3 separate regions of the Mus musculus genome follow, and all the other regions are linked to region 3. Evidence: chromatin contacts called from public HiChIP or PLAC-seq data. All regions are on one chromosome and are shown on one strand. Each heading gives the region's core, a stretch centred on a gene start, on an enhancer-like site or on the middle of the called end of the contact. The rest is flanking DNA. Distances are from core to core; before and after follow the strand shown. Region 1 overlaps Dst (dystonin). Region 2 overlaps Dst (dystonin). Region 3 holds the start of Bag2 (BCL2-associated athanogene 2).

Region 1 (4,193 bases), core at 987-3,486, 230 kb after region 3:
AGTAATACATACTTAAAGAAGTTAACTACACCCATTAAAAACACAGCAAATAAAGAATCTCACACTAGCAAAATAAAAAGAAAGGAAGAACACAAACAGATACACACACTACCACCACTATTAACACCAGCACCACCACCAGCACCACCACCACCAACAACCAAATTAACAGGAATCAACAATCATTGGTTATTGATATCTTTCAATATCAATGGTCCCAATTCTCCAATAAGTAGACATAGACTAACAGAATGGATGTAAAAACATGATTCATGTTTTTTCCTCATCCAAGAGAAATACACCTTAACATCAAGGATAGACATTACCTCAGGGTAAAGGTTGGAGAAAGGTATTCCAAGCAAATGAACCCAAGAAGCAAGTTGGTGTAGACATTTTAATATCTAACAAAATAAACTTCCTATGGAAAAATTCTACTGTAGAAAGGGAGAGATAAGTGAATTATCACTATATTATAAATTCACTGTATTGTGTTAGGTAGTAATGGGTGTGACGGGAAGTGTGTCAGGTAAGGGGAGATGTTTGGAGGTGGAGTGGTGATTGTTGATTTCTGGTCAGGGGACTTCATCTGATCAGGTGACATTTGACTAGAGACCTGATGGAGCCATGGTTGTGTGTAAGAGCCTTTTAGATCAAATGCTTTCTTACTTTATTTTATTTTTATATGTATTTGTGTTTTGTCTGAATGTATGTTTGTGTACCATAGTCATGCCTGGTACCCAGGGAGGTTAGAAGAGGGCACTAGATCTCTTGAGACTAGAGTTATAAGCAGTTAGGAGTCACCATGTGGGTGCTGGCAATCGAACCCAGGTCCTCTGCAACATCAGAGCCCCCCGAGCCCTCTCTCCAGCCAAGGTCAGCAGAGCCCCTGAGCCCTCCCACCAGCCAAGGTCATTTTTTTTTAAATCATTCTTTTTTCCCCCCCTCAATTTATGGGTTTGATTTATTTTGATAGAAAATAAAACTATATGGGGAAGGCTCAGGGAGATCGCATGGAGATAGCATTTGTAGATTGTTATTTTAAAAAGTTTGCTTAACCTGACAGCCTGAGTTCAGATCTTGGAATAGGGTGGAAGGAGAGGGCTGACTCCATGCAGTCTTCTGACTGTCATGTGCAACATACGGCATGCACCCACAAGGTACATGCACACACACACACATACACACACACACACACACCACTCTCTGACATACAGACACACACTCTCTTGTCTCTGTCGCTCTCTCTCTGTCTCTGACTCTGTCTCTTTCTCTCATAGAGACATACACACACTGTCACACACACATTCTCTCTCACATACATACACACACACACACACACTTTCTCACACACACCCTCTGTCTCACACACATACACACACATACTGTCATACACCCATGCTCTCACATACATACTCTGTTTCCCACACACACATACACAATTCTCTCACAGACAAACCCCCTTTCTGTCACATACATATACACACACACTCTGTCTCACATACACATACATACATACATACACAGTCTCTCTCACACAATCACACCCATGTACACACATATACAGACACTCATACACACATACATACACGGTCTCACATACACACACACACAATTCTCTTTCTCATACACATACACACACACATAAACACACTCTGTCTCTTTCACACACACAAACATGCACACACAGTTTTACAAGTTTGTTCAGGAAGGTGTTTTGTTTTGTTTTGTTTTGTTTTTTGAGACAGGGTTTCTCTGTGTAGCTCTGGCTATCCTGGAATTCACTCTGTAGACCAGGCTGGCCTCGAACTCAGAAATCTGCCTGTCTCTGCCTCCCGAGTGCTGGAATTAAAGTGTGCACCACCACGCCCAGCCCAGGGACACTTTTAAAGCAGAGTCCAGTGGTTTGGAATTAAGAGTTAAGGTGGATGTCTCAGCTGGTACCAGCAGGAGGGTGGCATTGATAACTTCTGGATACTAATGTCAAGAGGATGCCTGAAATCAGCACGAGGGAATGCGGATAAGGACAGGAAATCTTATGGGTAGGAGTGGATCTGACGAGGAACAAATGATCGGAAGGCAGGATTAGCTTGAAGCGGAGCGAGCCGGAGAGCCAGAGATTGGTGGTCAGACTCGTGGACGGGTGGAGTGGTTTGGAAATTGTTTAGACCCAGGTGATGTCATCATCAGGAATGAAGCCTGCAGTGGCTGATGAAAGATGAGGAGAGTGGGTTGTGAGAGCACTCAGGGCGGAGAAAAGCTGTGAGTCAGAGACAAACATCCCTGCCTGTTACTACGTGGCCATGCGGTAACCATTCAGAGGAAGAAGGCAGAAAGTTGAGCATCCTTCCCCCCCCCCCCCCACCGCCCCAGGTGGAGTCTTTGTGGGAGCGGAGAGCAGACATCCATATGTGTGGAGTTTAATGGAAGGCAAGCAGTTAAGATGGTGTCTCCTGAAGGGAGGTCAAACTGAGACTCAGACAGCACAGCGGAGGGGAGCGGTGGGGGGCGGAGCAGCAGTTTAGTCATGGCTGTGAAGAGAGTTCAAGGACAGCAGTGCATCTGGACATGTGGTGTGTGGACATGTGTTGGGTCTGCCTCTGCTCAGACATCCTAATGAGTCCAAGGATAGACCCTGAGGACCGAGACAGCCCCATTAGACACCCTGGCTCGTAGGAGAGTCCACCAGCTTCCCAGCAGCCTCTCAGGATGATTGGGACCTAGACAAAGGTTGTTTCAGAAGTTTAGAATTTAAACCTTAAAAACGATCTACAATTAAATGACTACAAAGTATATCATTATTTTAAGTGAGTAGTTACAGTTAAATTTTTATGTAATTGTACATGAGTGGAATCTAAGACTGTACAAAAAATAAGATAATAAAACCCCTTTAAATACTTAATGGGAAAATACTGGCACTGAGTGTATGTCTCATTGCTTGTCTACTATGACACTGGAGAGCCGGTAAGAGTGCTCAGGGCCCTGTGATTATCTTAAATCATCGCTGGCTTCGGGAGCAGATAGGTCTTCAGCCAGGAGTTGTTCAGAGCTGTGTATTGGTGCACAGTTGAAGATGGCACCAGTAAAGATTGATATAAAACTTGTTGAGGTGGTTGGGAAGGGATTGGCTATTCTGAGGGCATCTCTCCTTTCAAGGGTATTAATTTTGGATTTTTTTTTTTAACCTTTGGTGGTTTGAGACCTGATATCATTGTATTTTTGGAATCTTTTAAATATCACAGTTTGAGGTATGTGGGCGTTGGGGTAGATGCAATGGCTGTGGTTATGTGTGCCTATAGGCTGGCCACTTAGGAGTTAAAACAGGAGCACCATTGAACCCAGACCTTTGAGACCATCCTGGCTAACACAGTGAGATCTGGCTCTTTGTTGTAGGAGTCTGGAAAAATAGGTTCATATTTACAGCATAGGCTGCTATGGATTTTGCTGTGGAACCCAGCTCTCCCTGAACTCACAAGGATCATGTCAGAGGACACCAGTCCCGGTCGGCTAAGATGTCGCTTTCTGTCCTAGCGTGTTGCATTTCCATGTGTGCTCTGTAGTCCATGTGGCCAGCTGCTCCTCATCCCTCATCTTAAAATAGATGGTGCAGCACTTCAACTGCCCATGCGAGCAGAGTGCTGGCCTGCCCAGGGGACTGGGAAGGCTGTAGCTGCTGATTTTCAAGTCCTACTTCCAGCATTTGCCATCCAAAAATTAAGTCAGATCAGCCTTCCAATCTCAGTGTTTTGTAATTTGAACATAAACCCACCCTAAATAGGGAAAACGACCAGGTAGTATTTTATGATCAAAACGAGATAATTAAGAAATAGTAATTGTGGTCACCAAATTAATTTCTTTATTTTATACATTGATTTTTTTGTTTGTTTGTTTATTTGTTTGTGTTTTGAGGCAAGCTTTCTCTGTGTAACAGCCCTGGAATTAACTTACTCTGTAAACCAGACTGGCCTCTAACTCACATAGATCTGTCTGTCTCTGGCTCCCAAGTGCTGGGACTAAAGGCATAGACTACCATCCATGCCTGGCTTATTCGTTGATTTTTTAATTGCTTTTTGCAGTTAGCAACATTGTAAAAAGTGGTATCATTCAATAGGTACTTTCATCTTTTTTGGTATTAAGAAAATACTTTCCGTGTTTTTATACATGCACTATTCAGTACATTTCTTTATTTCTATCTT
Region 2 (3,849 bases), core at 1,156-3,655, 190 kb after region 3:
CACGCCTTTAATCCCAGCACTCCTGAGGCAGAGGCAGGTGGATTTCTGAGTTCGAGGCCAGCCTGGTCTACAAAGTGAGTTCCAGGACCGCCAGGGCTATACAGAGAAACCCTGTCTCGAAAAACCAAAAAAAAAAAAAAAAAAAAAAAAAAAGTCCAGTGAGTTGAAGGCCTAGAGGAAAGAAAAAGAATGGGGATCTGTATTGTAGGCTATTCTTGTTGCTGCAATAAAATACCCAACAAAGCAGCTTAAGGGAGGGTTGACGTTGGCTTACAACTTGAGGTTACAGTCCCTCCAGACAGGGAAGGCCTGACGGCTGGGGTGTGAGGCAGCTGGTCACACAGCACCCACAGTCAGGAAGCCGTGACAGGTGACATGCCCACAGTAAAGGAAGCTCGACAACCTTCCCTTTTGATTCAGTCCTGGACTACATCGGCGTCCTCACACCTCAGCCTGTTTCGGGCATTCACACCTGCCCACAGGGGTTTTCCCGTGGTGATTTTAAGTCCCATTTTAAGTTGACAATCAAGATCAACCATCATTCCATTTCCCCCTCCCCCCTCTGTCCTCACATGTAAGAGAATTCTCTACTCTGCTGCCTTGTGGCATCAAGTAGTGTTTGTAAGGCTTAGAAGAGGAATGGAAGAAGATATGGGGAGAACACGGAAAACCTTTGAGGTGAAAGAAATGTTCTATGGAGAAATATTTGGAAGGGAACAGAGTGGCAGTTTGAACTGAAGAATTCTAAATCTCTGAATAGGAAAATGAACAGATAGGTTGTCAGAAGCAAGGTACTTGCTACATCGATGGCAGATACTTTTATTCAAGGCAGAGAAGTCTTCTAGAAAGTAAATGAAGGGTATGTATAAATTGTAGAAAAATGAGCAAAGAGGTTATGAGTGGATAATTAAAACAGTGGCTTACATAAATATGAAAGACTGTCTCCATTTACTGATAAACAGTTGCCAGTTAAGAGTAATATTTGCATGCCTTTAATCCCAGCACTTGGGAGGCAGAGGCAGGCAGATTTCTGAGTTCGAGGCCAGCCTGGTCTACAAAGTTAGTTCCAGGACAGCCAGAGCTACACAGAGAAACCCTGTCTCAGAAAACAACAACAACGAATAATATTTGCTTGCTAGCATGTTAACAGATAAAGATTCATGCTTTTTAGTGCTGCTGAGATTAAATTAAAAGGGACTTTCACAATGGTGCTAGAAATGTAATTTGTAACTTTTATATTACTTATTTTTCTATCCATGTACTTTATTAGTGTTCATGTGTGTGTGTGTGTGTGTGAGTGTGTGCATGTCAAAGCACATTTGTGGAGGTCAGAGGACAATGTGTGTGTGTGTGGGGCAATTTCACCTTGTGGGTCCTGCTGAGTCATCTTGCCACCAAGCTTTTAATGAAATGCTAACTCTGCTTCTAAATAAAAAAAGATTTAGGTAATCCTGGTTTGCTTCCTATTGTTGTGAGAAAGACCACTGTCGAAAGTAGCCTGGGGAGGGGAGGGTTAATTCAGGTTTGTGTATTCTCTCATGAAGGGGAGCAGAGGGACAAAGTCAAGCAGGACAGGACCTGGGAGGCAGGACGGGAAGCAGAGACCATGCAGGAATGCTGCTTACTGATTTGTTCATCAGCTTCATGGTGAGCTACCTTTCTTATGCCTCCCAGTACTGCCTGCCCAGGGATGGCACTGCCCCTAGTGGCCTGGCTGTTCCACATCAGTCATTGACTAGGAAGATATCCTCATAGACTTGGCCTATAGGCCAATCTGATGATAGCATGTTCTCAATTGATGGTCCTTCTTTCCCAGTGACTCTAGCCTGTGCCAAACAAACAAACAAACAAACAACAACAACAACAGACAAAGGAACAACCAACTAGCCTAGGGAAACACACACACACACACACACACACACACACATATACCTTGCTTCTTGTATTCCATACAATTAAAATTTAAAGTATCTCAGTTTGAGTTAGTGATATAATAAAGAATGGTGGAGCCATATGTTGGAAAATTATTCAGTTAGAAAGATGTGCATTTGAAATACTATCTATCGGAATCCTTGCTAAATCTCTATCAGTCTAGGAAGATAAGTAGGATCTGTGTTACTGCTAGGGATTGTTTTGGAAGGATGTTTTAGAAAGATAGAGCAGGGTCATTCAGACAGATTTTTAGTTCAGACATAAATGGTACATTTATAGGAGGACTTATGTTTTGTGATCAGTATTTTCTGAGCATGTCAGACAGGTAAAAGAACCAAAGTCAAAACCTGTGGAGAGTCTGAAAGAACGTAGGTAGGAGAAACAGAACCCGACAGTGGTGGGGTGGTGGAGTCGGTGTGGGGGTGGAGTTATCATGGCCGTGAACGCATTCTGAGTACGTCAGGCTGAAGAACGCTACAAAAAGTCACACTGGAACAAACTCCAGTCAAGTTCACGAACTGGGGAAGCCAACCAGAGTCAAGGGGTGGAGGTTGGAAAGTTCGTAGTTCTTGCTGGAATATCAGGGAGACTCCAGGGAAGGTTGTACAACATCATGATAGCTTTAGCCACTGCTTCAGACTCAGTAGCATCCTCCCAGGAAAGGGTCCCCCGGTGCAGTGCTTGCTGAGATCTAGGCTGCGCCTCCACAGAGTGCAGAGTGGGCGTGGCATGCTGAAGTCTGTGCCGTGCTCCGCCCAGTGCTGAGGGGGTGTGGCGAATGGAGGGAGAGCAGGAGAACTGGACACTGTAAGGGGCTGTGACAAAAACTCACTGCACAGCATTTCTCAGTGACCGCATTGACCTCCGATTGCCGGGAAGCCTGCGTCCTGCTCCCCGTTTCTCCTCTTTACTCAGAATACATTATCAGCGGCTGTTAGGTCATGGGACAACTCCCTCTGCATCCCCTCCCCCCAGCTTTCTGATAAGTACACCTCCAGAGTAAGCAGATTTTGAAAGAGAATGTACTGCCAGAAAAGCATTTAAGTCTTGAACACAGACCAAATATACACTTCATCTCAGCAGGGGCCAAAAGCTCGTTCCCATAACATAGTCAGGAGCATCAGTCAGCCCTTCCTCTCCTGTGCACAGTGATGGGGCTGGGGCGGTTTGGAGACATTTCTGACCAGCGCAGTGTATGCCGGGACCTCTGCTCTTTGGTTCCTGCATAGCAGCCAGTCTGGGGGGCTTGATAGGGAGTCTTGGCCAAACATCTACCCCTGACTGACTGCTGCTGCCTCCCTTTCATTACCTTTGGGATTTGAAGTCCTGCTCGGAGCTTCAGCACCAAACTTCAGTAGCCCTGATTAACTTCATTCATTGGTAGAGATATTGATGTTTAAAATGTTTAACAACCGGAGTTATTTCATATCGAGTGGTTCTTTCTAGTTGCTAGATCTGGGGCAGGTTGCAGAGCACTGGGGAGTAGGGTGATACAGGAGGACTTGCCGGGGTTTTTTGGGACCTTTACCCCAGTTCCTGTGTTTTATGCAACCATGCCCTTGGTGGCTGTGCAGACCCGGGCCTCTGCGTGCCGCAGGCTTGTCTTGCTGCTTCCTCTCAGTCCAGTCTGTTCTCTGCTTGAGCCAGTGCTACAGTATCTACTCTGTGGCTGAGACTGCCCAAGTTAGGATAGGGCTGGCATCAACCTCAGGAATCTTTTTCCAGAAACAGTCCAGAAATAGGTGGACCTCAAGATGAAGCTGTTCTTTGAGAACAGATATTTGGAGGATGCCCTTGATAACAGACATAGTTGTAAGATTGTGTTGCCACACATCCTCCCTCCCCCACTGTGTTGGCAGTTCAGTTTCTATGTGTTTCCATCTTTTACTTGATCGATCTCTCTCTCTCCTTTCCTCC
Region 3 (4,126 bases), core at 182-2,681:
TTAATAAGTAACGTAATTTAATCGCTTATGTTTGGTAGTCAGGATTCCTTTGATAGTAATCAGACACTAGAATGTCTATGCAAACTCCAGACTTTCAAGAGGCCCCCAGGAGAAGAGCAAGGACTCGGCACACAGGCTTGATTAAGTAAAGGTTCAGAACAATGACTCAGCTTGAAGAGTCACAACTTCCTGAACCCTTTCAAGAAAAAAAATCGGAGCAGTTGGGAATATACTGTCAAAGGTTAGAGCCTACCTCGCACAAGGAAACATTCTCGCCCCCTTTCACAGCGCAGGTCCCTTTGTCTCCCGGAGTTGGGGGATATAGGGTTCAGGTTTCTTTTGTGGCTACTCCACAGTCAGTGAAAGTTTTCTCACCTTCTGGCTCTTTTCTCCTAATAGTAACAGTAATGAGCGCCTCCCGTGTAACGAACACTGCTTGCATTTTTTTTTTCCTGTGCAGACACACTTCCCTGTGTTTGGTGGCTGCGTGGAGGGAGATTCATCTCCCTCTTATAATTTTGGGTCATAGTGTTCTGCTTACGCAGAACCCGGAGAAAACTAGGGAACAACGTGTGTGTCAGGGCATCTTGATAAGATTTTCATGGAACACCTGCACATGATCAAAACTTGCACAACTTTGAAGACATTAACATTTCCACCAGATACATAAGGCTCACGTGGTTAAAGCCAACCAAGTGTTCACAGCATTCGTTAGTAGTATTCATGAGTTAGAAATTTTACGACAAGGCTGTCCCCGTGTCAGAATCTTAGGGAGAGTGTGACTCCTGCCTTTGGTGTTTTCGGGCCTGCGATTGGCACTTCCAAGGTGTCAGCCGTGTCTTCTAAATGTACAACAAACACGGACAGACTGCAGAGGGCATTGCACGTGGTTGAGAGAATGAAGGATGGTATCCAACTTCGGTGTACCTCGCGCGGTCTCTCATGAGTCCGATTCTCGATGATCCCCAGGAGGGGCCGTCCTGGATACTACCACCCCCCCCTCCCTTACACTTGTATTACTATGAAGTGATCTGGGGCAAAGAAACTTACTCCAGTGTGGGGTGAGGGGGGGGGGGGCACACCAACCTGCTGCCTCCCTCCTGGAAGCAGAAAAGTTAAAGGCAGAGGGGGACCGCGCAGAAGATTCTGGAAGTTCTGCAAGCCGCACTCGCTCGCCAGTCTGCCGGGCCGGGGGAGGGGAGCCCAACCGGAGCGCGCCCCCGCCCGCGCTCGCCCCTGTGCGCGCCCCGCGGCCCTCACCTGAGCTCCAGCTGGTCCAGACTCTCCAGCAGGCGGCTGGAGCGGTCGGCCATGGAAGACGAGCGGCAGAAGCGGCCCTCGTGGGCCTTGGCGCTGATCTTCGCCTGGGCCATGAGCTCCGGGGGTCCTCGGCGTCCGCGGGCAGCAGTGGCGCGAGCCGCACGTCGCCGTCACCACGGGCGCCGCTGACGCGGACGGCACCGCCCCCACCTCCCCGGCTCTCCACCCCCGAGGCCGTGCGGCCAAACAAGGGCAGGCGCGGTCGCAGCCGCGGGCACGCCAGGGTGGGGGACCCTGCCCCGGCGCCCAGGGCCTCGGCCGGTCCTCCCAGCACCCACGGTTCACAGCAAGGACGAAGTGGGTGCAGCCCGTGAGAAGAGGAGACAATCCAGTGCACCCTAGGGCAGTCTCTACTTGTTCGACCTGTCCGGTGACCAGGCAGGCTCGGGAGAGGACAGGGAAAGCCTAGACCACAGGCTCCAAATAAGGAGAAGCCAAGTGGATCCGTGTTGTCTCCCCTTTCCAATGAAAGGATTATTACTATCACACATAACTTGTTTAAACCCTCTGCGAATGATATTCAGTAGGCTTAGATGTCAGAAGCTGCAGAGGTCAGTAGGTCTGAAATACGAAGCCGCATCTTAAAGTTGTGTTTTGTCCTCTCAGTGTACAGGGTACAGAAAATGGGAAACAAAGTACATTTACATCCTTTACCCAGAACTCAAAGCCATTAGATTACTGAACAGAGACAAGCCCCTTAAGTACAGTTTCTAATCCTGTCCCCACCACACCCCGAACACATCTTAATACTAATAAACGGTGGATTATCTTGGCTTCATTAAACACTGTCATCTCACGATACAACCGTGAAATCTGAACATTTTGTGGACATCTTGAAAGTCTGAACTTGGGCAGGTCTCAGGTCTAATGCTCCTCTGGAGGCTGACAAGTTGTGTAACGTGGGCCAGGGTGGATTCAAGGCTAGGCTGGGTAGCTTCAGCAAGTGTCAAAGGAAAAATAAAAGTGGCCGCAGACATAGCTCTGTTAGGTTGGCAACGAGGCCAGGCAGATGTGGTGGTTTGAATGAGATGCCATCTGTGCTCTCTAGCACTTGAACACTGGGGAGGCCTGGGTGTGGCCTTGCTGAAGGAAGTGTATCACTCCCCGTGGGCAGGTTTCAGAAGACCAAGCTATTCCCAGTGTCTCTCTGCCTCTGCTTGGGTTTGAGATCTGAGTGCTCAGGACATGTCTCTGCAGCCATCATAGACTCAGACCCTCTGTATCTAAGTCCAATTAAATGCTTTCTTTTACAAGTTGTCTTGGTGGAGGTGTTTTATCACAGCAGTAGGAAAGTAACTAAAATGGCAGGGATCTTCATATGTTTGTTTAAATGTCTCCACACGTTGAACACGCACAGAGGCATCTCCAGTCTAAGTTACTACGGATATGCTCCTGTCTAATGACACGCCTATGCTCTTTTCCTTATATAAATTATGACTTTAAACTGAGCATGCTTTGGAATAGGCATGTTCCTTCATGAATATGTACAGGATTCCTGAAAGAAAAAAAAAAAAAATCCCTCAGTGCTACCTGAGCTTGTGGAGAGCTTTGCTTTGGTAATGGCTCTGGAACTCTTCCTGCCTGGTGCAGGTTGCAAATCTTTGTCTTTTGCATCCTGGCGGTGCCTAGTTTGGCTTCACAATCAGCAAAACAGGTAATCTTTAGTCACCTAGCCTAGAATCACCCTGGGCTCTTTCACTCTTGTATCCTAGATACAATCCATGAATAGGTACCAGTTCTACCTTCAGAATCCTCCTTGATCCCACCGACTCGTCCTTACCTGGATGACTGCAGAGCCCCGTGTGCTCTCTCACATGTGTCTTAAAGAGCCTCTCCCATCAACACAGCATTCAAGCACAGTAGGCTGTACCATAAGCTCTCCCAAACCTCCAGTGGCTCATCAGGGTAAACAAGGCAGCATCTCTCAAAGTCAGGGGCCATCTTGTAAGCTTTTCACATGGCTCTTTCGACTCTTTGCTTAAGCTCATTTACCAGTGAAAATTTCCCTGGATGTTAAACATGTCTTCTGAGTTGAGCCCAGTGGTGGCTATCTGTAATTCCAGCAAGCTGGAGGCTAACCTAGGCTGCACAGCAAGATGCTGCCCCAGATTTGATGATCCCCAGAGCTGCAGTAAGCTCAGTCCCAACCCTGTACATTACCCTCCCTTCTTCAGTCGGCACGTCACCCAACAGATATGGAATGTTTTTGGTTTTTCTGGTTTTGTTTGTTTTCTGAGACAGGGTTTCTCTGTGTAGCCCTGGCTGTCCTGGAACTCACTCTATAGACCAGACTGGCCTGGAACTCAGAAATCTGCCTGCCTCTGCCTCCCGAGTGCTGGGATTAAAGGCGTGTGCCACCACTGCCCGGCCAATAGTTTTATCTGCTTACTTATTGTCTAATACTGTCCATATAGCCCACTCTCCATGTCAGAGCAGTAGAGCAATAGAGCAGGAGCGCTCAAGATCACGGTCACATCTCAGGTACTTCAAGCAATTGCTCTCACATGGTAGATTCACAATAACTTGCGAAAAGATGAATTAATAATGGAATGAAAATATCAATATTACAAATATACTTGTGATAGTAATGTACAACTTTGCTATTAATGACTCCTGTTTAAATTACAAAGCAGTTTTCTAACATTTTACGTGACTTAGTGAGAGAAAAGCAGTTAGTGATGATGACATGGCCTCTTCTTAGTAGTCTCTCAAATACCCTTGCCAAACCACGGTGTTCAGCTCAAAATGATGTGCGTGCTGTGCAGCCGCTGAGCCACATTCTTAACCCTGAAGCTCCCTCAGAGAC

Evidence for each region. HiChIP or PLAC-seq counts read pairs in DNA pulled down with a chosen protein or histone mark.
Region 1: an H3K27ac HiChIP or PLAC-seq map of trophoblast stem cells shows a contact between it and region 3, with 2.0 times the contacts expected there. The contact joins the enhancer-like site here to the promoter of Bag2 in region 3. A contact is called at or near these places in 4 of 39 promoter capture datasets (the 3T3-L1 cell line, 3T3-L1-derived adipocytes and hippocampal neurons) and 3 of 115 datasets of contacts at active chromatin or transcription factors (extraembryonic endoderm stem cells, pancreatic cancer cells and trophoblast stem cells).
Region 2: a contact with region 3 is called in an H3K27ac HiChIP or PLAC-seq map of embryonic stem cells, with 5 read pairs. The contact joins the enhancer-like site here to the promoter of Bag2 in region 3. A contact is called at or near these places in 8 of 39 promoter capture datasets (the 3T3-L1 cell line, 3T3-L1-derived adipocytes, cranial neural crest and 5 more), 2 of 484 Hi-C or Micro-C datasets (embryonic stem cells and neural progenitor cells) and 3 of 115 datasets of contacts at active chromatin or transcription factors (embryonic forebrain, embryonic stem cells and neural progenitor cells).

The regions. Positions count from the first base shown.
Region 1 is chr1:33,987,670-33,991,862 of GRCm38.p6, forward strand. The region is part of intron 3 of Dst (dystonin); the gene reads left to right. Among named protein-coding and RNA genes, the nearest start is that of Dst, 82 kb to the left of the region's middle. Within about 2 kb of position 2,237, at least 49 of the 459 cell types and tissues checked have an H3K27ac peak or open chromatin away from gene starts, as enhancers often do. A contact at or near this core is called in pancreatic cancer cells and trophoblast stem cells, where this site is marked.
Region 2 is chr1:33,942,471-33,946,319 of GRCm38.p6, forward strand. All of the region lies in intron 2 of Dst (dystonin), which reads left to right. Among named protein-coding and RNA genes, the nearest start is that of Dst, 36 kb to the left of the region's middle. Within about 2 kb of position 2,406, at least 54 of the 459 cell types and tissues checked have an H3K27ac peak or open chromatin away from gene starts, as enhancers often do. A contact at or near this core is called in embryonic stem cells, where this site is marked.
Region 3 is chr1:33,756,319-33,760,444 of GRCm38.p6, forward strand. Bag2 (BCL2-associated athanogene 2) reads right to left here and starts at 1,432. Exons shown (of 3, transcript NM_145392.2): 1 at 1,261-1,432. The coding sequence starts at 1,373.